Linked DNA regions of Mus musculus: region 1 is linked to region 2. The links are chromatin contacts, called in public HiCAR-type maps. All regions are on one chromosome and are shown on one strand. The core of a region is the stretch at or near the end of the contact, and the rest is flanking DNA. Distances in the headings are between cores, read along the strand shown.

The links. HiCAR-type assays count read pairs that join an accessible place to other places.
Region 1: a HiCAR-type map of embryonic stem cells shows a contact between it and region 2, with 6 times the contacts expected there. The contact joins two enhancer-like sites. A contact is called at or near these places in 6 of 484 Hi-C or Micro-C datasets (the HL-1 cell line, cortical neurons, differentiating embryonic stem cells and 2 more), 5 of 115 datasets of contacts at active chromatin or transcription factors (all in embryonic stem cells) and 1 of 9 other capture datasets (embryonic stem cells).

What each region holds. Positions count from the first base shown.
Region 1 is chr14:13,900,409-13,904,984 of GRCm38.p6, forward strand. The region is part of intron 2 of Gm281 (cadherin-related family member 3); the gene reads right to left. It also overlaps the pseudogene Gm18576. Among named protein-coding and RNA genes, the nearest start is that of Gm281, 12 kb to the right of the region's middle. Within about 2 kb of position 1,578, at least 104 of the 459 cell types and tissues checked have an H3K27ac peak or open chromatin away from gene starts, as enhancers often do. A contact at or near this core is called in embryonic stem cells, where this site is marked.
Region 2 is chr14:13,795,984-13,800,588 of GRCm38.p6, forward strand. No RefSeq gene overlaps it. Among named protein-coding and RNA genes, the nearest start is that of Gm281, 120 kb to the right of the region's middle. Within about 2 kb of position 1,803, at least 4 of the 459 cell types and tissues checked have an H3K27ac peak or open chromatin away from gene starts, as enhancers often do. A contact at or near this core is called in embryonic stem cells, where this site is marked.

The DNA.
Region 1 (4,576 bases), core at 328-2,827, 100 kb after region 2:
AGGAAAAGCAGCCTTGTCAGCTTAGTGCAGGAGCAGAAGCTAGAGTCTCAGCAGAATTTTTGCTAGCTGGGCTTAGAGTAGAAGCTGAACAGAGAATAAGTACAAGACAGTGTTAAATACCAGATTCACAATGGAAGCAAGTTTGAAGAGCTGGCAATGCCATGGCTTGGTTCTATTAAATACCTCCCTTGTCCTTCTAGAATATGTGCCCACAGTAGCTAGAGTGATCTTGTTAAAGCATTAGCAGATCATGTTTCTTTTCTACCATACTCTGCAGTTCCCATGTTTCTGATGCTTGCCATTTGACTTGGCAGTTCCTATGGCTTGTGCATGAGACTTTCTTCAACTAATAGCTTATGAGTAGATTTAAGTCTCTAAATGTACACATGGGCTCAAGCTTATATTCTGGTTTTCTTTTTGTTCTGATGGAATATGCTTCTACTAGTCACTGCTTTTAGAGGTTTGAGATTTGAGGGACACAAGAGCTAACCATAACCTGAAACTAAACCAGTCTAGGGCAGCTCAACTGTTAAAGATGTTATTGCACTGAATTGGGTCCTCTTTTGGGTCTCAGAGAGCCAATGCAGAAAGACCAGGTGAATGTCAAGCATGCAATAGCTTTGCAGTATGAGTACTTTGAGTCTTAAGGAACCCAGATATCTTATAAAGAGCAATGCGCCTATGTGAACTTCTCCCAGTAGGAGAATTAGCTTTATTAAAACTAGCAAGTAAGTAGCTCTTTCCAACAAATCTCCCAGATTCCACAGGCTCTCTCCTTTATCTCCATTGCAGTCAGATTTCTCACCACACTCCCTGTTCAAATCTGGTCTCCTCTTTTCAGGATCCTTCTTTCTACAGGACTTTTGCACATGACCTGAGATGTTTTCTCCCTCTTTTATTCAATTCCTGCCCAGTCTGCAGAATGCTTTTCAGATAAAGCTACTTCAGAGAATACTAAGTAGATCTTATGCCTTTGTTTGGACTCCCACCTGCCGGGAGCCTCCCAGCCCGAAGAGGGTAGTGGTGGAGTCACAAAGTAGGACTCTGGTGATGGCTTTAAAAGTCTGAGAGTCTCAGGGCTTTCTAGGTCTCTTACTGTACTGAAATGCTGATAATAATCTCTAAAAAAGTCCTAAAAACTTTCTTGCTTTGTCTGAAGGAAAAAAAAAAAAAAGTGACCTAACCTGTATCTTAACAGCAGAGGATTAAGCAATGTGGCCTTTGTTCTATCTCAGCAGGAACGGTGTGGCTTTAACTTTCAACCTGCTAGTTGGAAGTTGCAGGTAGAAAAAGGAACACTTGCGCTCGGCCTGCGTTCCGCTCTGGCCCGCGGCGGCCGCTAGCCAACCCTTCCCGGAGGTCTCAGCCCTGCCTACCGCCCGGCGTCGCGCGCCAGCTCGCTAGGGCATCCGGGCCCCCGCAGGCAGAAAAATATGGTTCAGGAGACTAACCAGACCCCAGTGCCCATGCTGTGTAGTTCAGGATGTGGCTTTTATGGGGTCCTAGGACAAATGGAACGTGTTCTTGTTTCCTACGAAGAACATCTTGAGAGACGAATAGTGGCAGAATGAGCCCAATGGGGACATCTAGTGGTTCCAACAGATTCTGCATCTGTACAGAGAGCAGATGCTAGTTTCAACAATTGTGAAGGTGCTGCTGGCAGCACATCTGAAAAATCAAGAAATGTGCCTGTGGCTGCCTTGCCTGTAACTCAACAAATGACAGAAATGAGCATTTCATGAGAGGACAAATTAACTATCCCGAAAACAGAGGTGTCAGAGTCAGTTGTCACTCAGCTCAGTCCATCAGTTTCTCAGCCCAGTTCTTCTCAAAGTGAAGAAAAAGCTCCTGAGTTGCCCAAACCAAAGAAGAACAGATGTTCTATTTGTAGAAAGAGAGATGGCCTTACAGGGGTTGACTGCCGATGTGGAAATTTGTTTTGTGGACTTCACCATTACTCTGACAAGCACAACTGGCCATATGATTATAAGCAGAAGCTGCAGCAAAAATCAGAAAAGAAAATCTAGTTGTTGTGGCTCAAAAAATCCAGAGAATATAAAATTACTACATGTGAAGAGACTGAAACTTTGTTTTTATTTTAATATATCGTAGGAAAACATTAAAGAGCAGATGCATGGCCATTTTCCTTTGATGTTCTCCAGAGTTTTGCTTTATACTTGTCTGTTATATAATTGATATTTTAGGATGTTTGGGTGTTTGTTACAGGCAGAATTGCCTCCCCTCAGTAAAATTGGACAAAAATATGCACAACAAATTGAAATACACATATACTAGGAACAAAATTTAGTTCCATGTGCCAAACTAAATGAATGAAATCTCTGCATGTTTGCAGCATATCTGCCTTTTGGGAATGTAATCAAGGTATAATCTTTGGCTAGTGTTATGTGCCTGTACTTAAAAAAGAAATAAAATTAAATTTAAAAAAAATTTCAAAATAAATAAATAAATAAAATGGTACACCAGAAAAGGACTGGCAGTCTACTACCATAGTCAAACTTCACCTTGATTTCAACATGACTTTTGGAAGGAGGAAGAAAGCTACAAAACTGGTATTTGGTACCATGTGTAAGCCTGGTTAAATTGGTCTTCTAAAAGCTGTCAATTAGGACATTCTGCGAAAGGTAACATCACAACTGGTTCTAAGTAAAACCATCAAGTCAACAACAGGGTGCCTGAGATAATCTTTGAAGGTTATTGTGCTGGCCTGCACCAGAAGATATCTGCATTCTCATTACTAAAATTGTAGCACAGAACTGCACTGGGATTTGTTTACAAGAAGAAATTAAACTCTGTTTGGTTTTCACATATAGCAGCTCTGTCAGTATACTCCACTGATGCTTGTCTGGTAATATCACTTCTGTGTTATAATGGAAGGTTTTTTTGTGATGTATGAAACTTGTGTTTTTTATATATAAATGAGTATAGTTAGATTAGTGTTGTGGTAATGCCTGTTTTCATCTGTAAATAGTTAAGTATGTACACAAGGCACTACTTCTGATTTATTGCAGTGTTCAGTCCTAGTTTATTTTTATTAAAACATTGAGTTTTGCTTCAATTTTATGTACCTTAGTTCTAAGTTAGATTTGCAGATGTGTACAGATAGTTCATATTTACGTATTGCACATAATCATGCTATTCAGCATTGATGCTATATTGTATTATGTAAATAATAATAGCAGTGTACAGAGGGGAAAAAAGAAAAGGGGACACTTAGAGAAGTGATTACAGAGTTTATTTCTGAGTGGTAAAAAGTTACCTATGAAAGCTATCTCAGGGGGAAAGCAGAAGCGGAAAGATCTTAAGTGGGGAATAGTAAACAAATTAGGGAAAGGAAAAATTCTTTTCTACCTGCTCCTCCATCTTCCTCTCCTCTCTTTGTCCTCAGTGCTTACACATCTTTCAGAAAACATGATCACATGTTACAAAGTTCATCACAAGTTCACACAAAAAATTAAATCATAAATCAAAATAGAAGTTTACAACAGAGAATGTTTCCATGCATATCCATTAGGAGTAATTATCTGGCTAAACATCCATCACCTGTCTCAGCTCCACAGGTTCACTAAAGGTTTAAAACCATAACTAAGTTATTAGTGAAGCTTTGTATAGATAAAGCTAGTCAATATTTTATCTTCTGTCCTAGCACCTATAATAAATTGTTATTTCCCTTTTTATGACTTTTGGTCAATTGTTTTACAACCTCTTGGAATGTGCTCTTATTAGGAAAAAGTCTGGTTACTATCTAAGAGCAATTAACTGGTGACACTTGGGAGACTGGCAGAGTTCTCATTGCAGTTTTGACTGTCAGAAAAGAACTAATAGCAGTCCCACTATAAAAGAGCTTAATAATCACAAATATAATTTTAGGAATTCTTATAGGATGGATCATCATTAAGACTTAAGAAGTCATTTATTTGTCTATATAGCATTACTACTAGACAGTACCTCTTCATAGATCTGCTCCAAAGGGGTGTGCTATTCTTAGGGATTGTTATATATGTTTAATAATAGCAGAAAAAGCATATTAATAGCAGGAATCTTTTCTAAAATGAATCCCTTACAGTCTTGTTGAATAAGGGCACACCTGCCACAGATTATATAATAATCTGAAGCAGGCCATTTCTGGATGATCACCTGGTAGTTATTTGCTTGTCTCATTATGGCTCCTGGCACCCACCTACCTATCTGAGAACTTGTAATTCCTTGCTCAGATCATATTTGCAATTTTATTCTGTGTGTATTTCCTTAATTAACAGGCATCCCCATATGTAAGTAAGTGCATTGAGAGTAAGGCATTACCTTGCATCTGATGAGACCCTCAATAGGTACCTGTAAAACTGCTGCTCCTTGTTATTCTTAAGGAATTTAAAAATGTCTGACACACCATAAAGTCTCACAGAATAAAAGGTTAAATTAATTAAAAGCATGCAAGAGGGCCAGGCATGTTAGTACATGCTATAATCTCTGCACTTTGAAGGCCAAGAAAAGACATCAGGAGTTCAAGGCCAACCTAAACTGCATAACACAAACCACACACACACACACACACACACAC
Region 2 (4,605 bases), core at 553-3,052:
CTTTAGGGGATATAGGACTGTTTAGATCATTAATTGCATCCTGATTTAATTGTGGTACCAGGTATCTGTCTAGAAAATTGTCAATTTCTACCAGGTTTTCCAGTTTTGTTGAGTATAGCCTTTTGTAATAGGAACTGATGATGTTTTGAATTTCCTCATGTTCTGTTATGATGTCTCCCTTTTCATTTCTGGTTTTGTTAATTAGGATTCTGTCTCTGTGTCCTCTAGTTAGTCTGGCTAAGGGGTTTATCTATCTTGTTGATTTTCTCAAAGAACCACTTCCTACTTTGGTTGATTCTTTGAATAGTTCTTTTTGTTTCCACTTGGATGATTTCACCCCTGAGTTTGATTATTTCCTGCCTTCTACTCATCTTGGGTGAATTTGCTTCCTTTTGTTCTAGAGCTTTTAGGTGTGCTGTCAAGCTCCTAGTGTATGCTCTCTCTAGTATTATTTTTTTTTTTTTGGAGGCACTCAGAGCTATGTGTTTTCCTCTTAGGGATGCTTTCATTGTGTCCCCTAAGTTTGGGTATGTTGTGGCTTCATTTTCATTAAACTCTAAAAAGTCATTAATTTCTTTCTTTATTTCTTCCTTGACCAATGTATCATTGAGTAGAGTGTTGTTCAGTTTCCACATGAATGTAGGCTTTCTATTATTTATGTTGTTATTGAAGATCAGCTTTAGTCCATGGTGATCTGATAGGATGCATGGGACAATTTCAATATTTTTGTATCTGTTGAGGCCTGATTTGTGGTCAATTATATGAATGATTTGGGGGAAGGTGCCATGAGATGCTAAGAAGAAGGTATGTCCTTTTCTTTTAGGATAAAATGTTATGTAGATATCTGTTAAATCCATTTGTTTCATAACTTCTGTTAGTTTCACTCTGTCTCTGTTTAGTTTCTGTTTCCAGGATCTCTCCATTGGTGAGAGTGGGGTGTTGAAGTCTCATACTATTTTTGTGTGAGGTGCAATGTGTGCTTTGAGCTTTACTAAAGTTTCTTTAATGAATGTGGATGCCCTTGCATTTGGAGCATAGATATTCAGAATTGAGAGTCTATCTTTGAAGATTTTACCTTTGATGAGTATGAAGTGCCCCTCCTTGTATTTTTTGATAACTTTGGGTTGGAAGTCAATTTTATTCGATATTAGAAAAGCTACTTCAGCTTTTTTCTGGGGACCATTTGCTTGGAAAATTGTTTTCCAGCCTTTTACTCTGAGGTCGTGTCTGTCTTTCCCTGAGGTGGGTTTCCTGTAAGCAGCAAAAAGTTGGGTCCTCTTTATATAGCCAGTCTATTAGTTTATGTCTTTTTATTGGGGAATTAAGTCCATTGATATTAAAAGATATTAAGGAAAGTAAATGTGGCTTCCTGTTATTTTTGTTGTTAGAGTTGGGATTCTGTTCTTGTGGCTGTCTTCTTTTAGATTTGTTGAAGGATTACTTTCGTGCTTTTTCTAGGGCATAATTTCTGTCCTTGTGTTGGTGTTTTTCTGCTACATCCACTCCAGTAATGTCATGCATGATACGCCAAAAGCCTTGACGCAGTCTTGAGGTGAAGAGTTTCATGGAAACTTAGTCTCCTGGAACTGTGGCATTCCATAGCACTTATGCTCCAATTTTGTCCTTGCGAATGGATCTGTGTGCTTCCTTTCAGTATTGTTTTGTTATAGGTGCCTCCAAGCAATGACTTGCCAAATACCTAAGCAAAATCGAACTTTGCTTCCTAGCCTTCAGCAATGCCCTAGGTAGTCCTTGAGATTTGAATTGAGTCCTAGGCTTGGAATTCAGTAAGAATGTTGCCTATTCAGTGGCATTCAGAATTGCCTTTAGTATTGTAAGAGAGACAGTGAAAGAAATCAGGCATTACTCTCTACTACAGAGTTAAAAATCTCTGGGCAAGCTTAGTGCCATAAGTTTAAAATTCTTATTATAGTTATGTATGGCAGACTACATTGCTTATTAGTAGAAAGTCCCCCCACACTATCACTTAGAATAAAAGCCAAGTTGCTCCCATATACAGGAATTTACAATGGTTTCGGAAGTAAATCAGGCTGTGGTTTTAGAGTATTGCATTATTCATGAGATGGTTGGCTAGAGCGGAACTCCCTAATTAGAACCATGACTTGGGTGTGAAAGCCCTTGCCCTAGGAGTGAAAAGACCTCACAGCTGGCTTCTAAGACTATAGCTGACCTTAGATAGGGCTGACTTTGTCTCAGTTGTTTTATTGCCCAGTTCCTGCCAGTCTTTGTGTTTACATTCCTCTGTTTTGTGTAAGAGTCATTAAGCATCCAGTAACCTCATTTGTACCTTGCTGATGTGTCACCTAATTTCCCTATTTTGTTCTGTATAAAAAGTTTGATGCTCCATTTGACAAATTACATTCAGATACAGCACACTCCCTTGTGTCTGTTTGTCATTCATTCGCTGACTCCTTCGCCCACCTGCAACCAGAGACCCATTCTGTGCAGATAGGAGACCCAAAAAAGAGGTCCGTCTGTGGCATATTCTCTTTATTATTCTTTGAAGGGCTGAATTCATGGAAAGATATTGTGTGAATTTGGTTTTGTCATGGAATACTTTGGTTTCTCCATCTATAGTAATTGAGAGTTTTGCTGGGTATAGTAGCCTGGGCTGGCATGTATGTTCTCTTAAGGTCTGTATAACATCTGTCCCAGATCTTCGGCCTTTCATAGTCTCTGATGAGAAGTCTGGTTTAATTCTAATAGGTCTGCCTTTTATTTGTTACTTGACCTTTTTCCCTTACTGCTTTTAATATTCTATCTTTATTTAGTGCATTTGTTGTTCTGATTATTATGTGTTGGGAGGAATCATTTTTCTGGACCAGTCTATTTGGGGTTCTGTAGGTTTCTTGTATGTTCATGGGGATCTCTTTCTTTAAGTTAGGAAAGTTTTCTTCTATAATTTTGTTCCTCCTCTGTCAGCACTCCTGGGAGTCCAACTCTCTCCTGAGTCCCAGTAGTCAGAGCACTCTCTGCAGGCAAGCTTTCCTCTTCCAGGGAAGGTGGACCCAAGTCTGGAGCTCAGAACCACCTCCTGAGTCCTGGGGTCAGAGCCCTTCCTGGAAGCCAACTCTCCTCTGGCAGGGAAGTTGTCCAGATATCTGGGTCTCAGCTCTGTCTCCTGGCTGAGGATGAAGTCCCTAAGGGACCCTGTCTAAGAAGCTCTGTTGCTTCTGCCGCCCATGTGCTCTCCTGTGTAGGCTGGTCTCAGTTATCCCAAGATTCTGGGTGTACTATGGCCTGCCAAGTTTGTGCCCAAGATGGCATGTGACTGGCACCAACCAGAACAAACCCCAACCTCTGATTGGGTGGGTTTCCCTTGTCCCTGTTCCTGCTTGCACAAGATCCTTCAGGATTTTTTGGAACAGATGTTGCATTCCACTCACTAGTGATCTCAAGATCTTGGATATGGTAGGGAGCCTGCAGCATGGAGAGTCCTCTGAGTATCTTTGGACCCTCCGCCGAGATTGTGCCCAAGATGGCGCAGGGCTGGCACCAAGGAAAAAGAAACCCAGCCACTGGTTGGCAGCTTTCCTTTGTCCCTGCTCCTGATGGCACAACACCCTCTGGGATTTTTTGGAACAGATGTTGTGTTCCACTCACCCAGTGATCCCAAGATCCTGGGCGTGCTAGGGCCCACTGAGTTTGTGCCCAAGATTGTGCGGGGGTGGGGGGGTGGGGGGTGGCAACTGGAACGAACACACAATCAAATTCTTAAACATAGTGTAGGTCATTCTCCTATAACACCTTGTCATTGGGAGATAGAGAATATAATGAAACTTCAAGTACAGATTTACTCTTGTAGCTGTGTTACTTTTTAAGTGACTTCATTTTCCTAATGAACTATTCATGGAAGTTCTTTGTATATTGAAAAGCTCTAAATTCAAATAGGTTTGTTCTTGCATATCTTCCTTGTCACCATCATCTCAGACACTCAACAGTGTTAGTTTCCTATTTGTCATATTGTTTCTATAGCAAAAAGAAGGCTCAAACTCAACATTTCCCCTTGTTTTGAGTATAGACGTGTGTGTGTGTGTGTGTGTTGTGTGTGTGTGTGTGTGTGTGTGTGTGTATGTGCATACTCCAGTCTACATAACCTAAAGAACTTCATAAAAACTCGAGAGTAACTGCCAGGCCCATTTGTTAATAGTGCTTGGTATAGCCTAAACTAAGAGCTGACAACTATCTAGTGCACTGGATTTGACCCACGAGCTACATATGGTGTTTCTATTTTGAAGTTGTTAAGAAAAAGAGTAATGCTATTCCATGATGAAGTTCATTTGCCAGTATCCATGAGTACAGCTTTAAAATACAGTCACTGGCCCTGGTTTATGCACCTCCTATGTCCTCCTCCAACCTGTACTGACAAAGCTATTGAAGTGCTATAAAGATGACAGTTAAGCTTTGTGTCTACTACTTTGTCCATGACAGGAAAAGTCTGCAGGTCTCTAGAATAGACACCCAGTTAATGTGTGCAAAGAACAATGTCTTCATAATATATGTGCTTTGCAATAAGCCACACAAAGTTGCTTCATTTTCTGGTAGAGGATCAGGATTGGGACTGGTACCAAAATTACAGCTCTC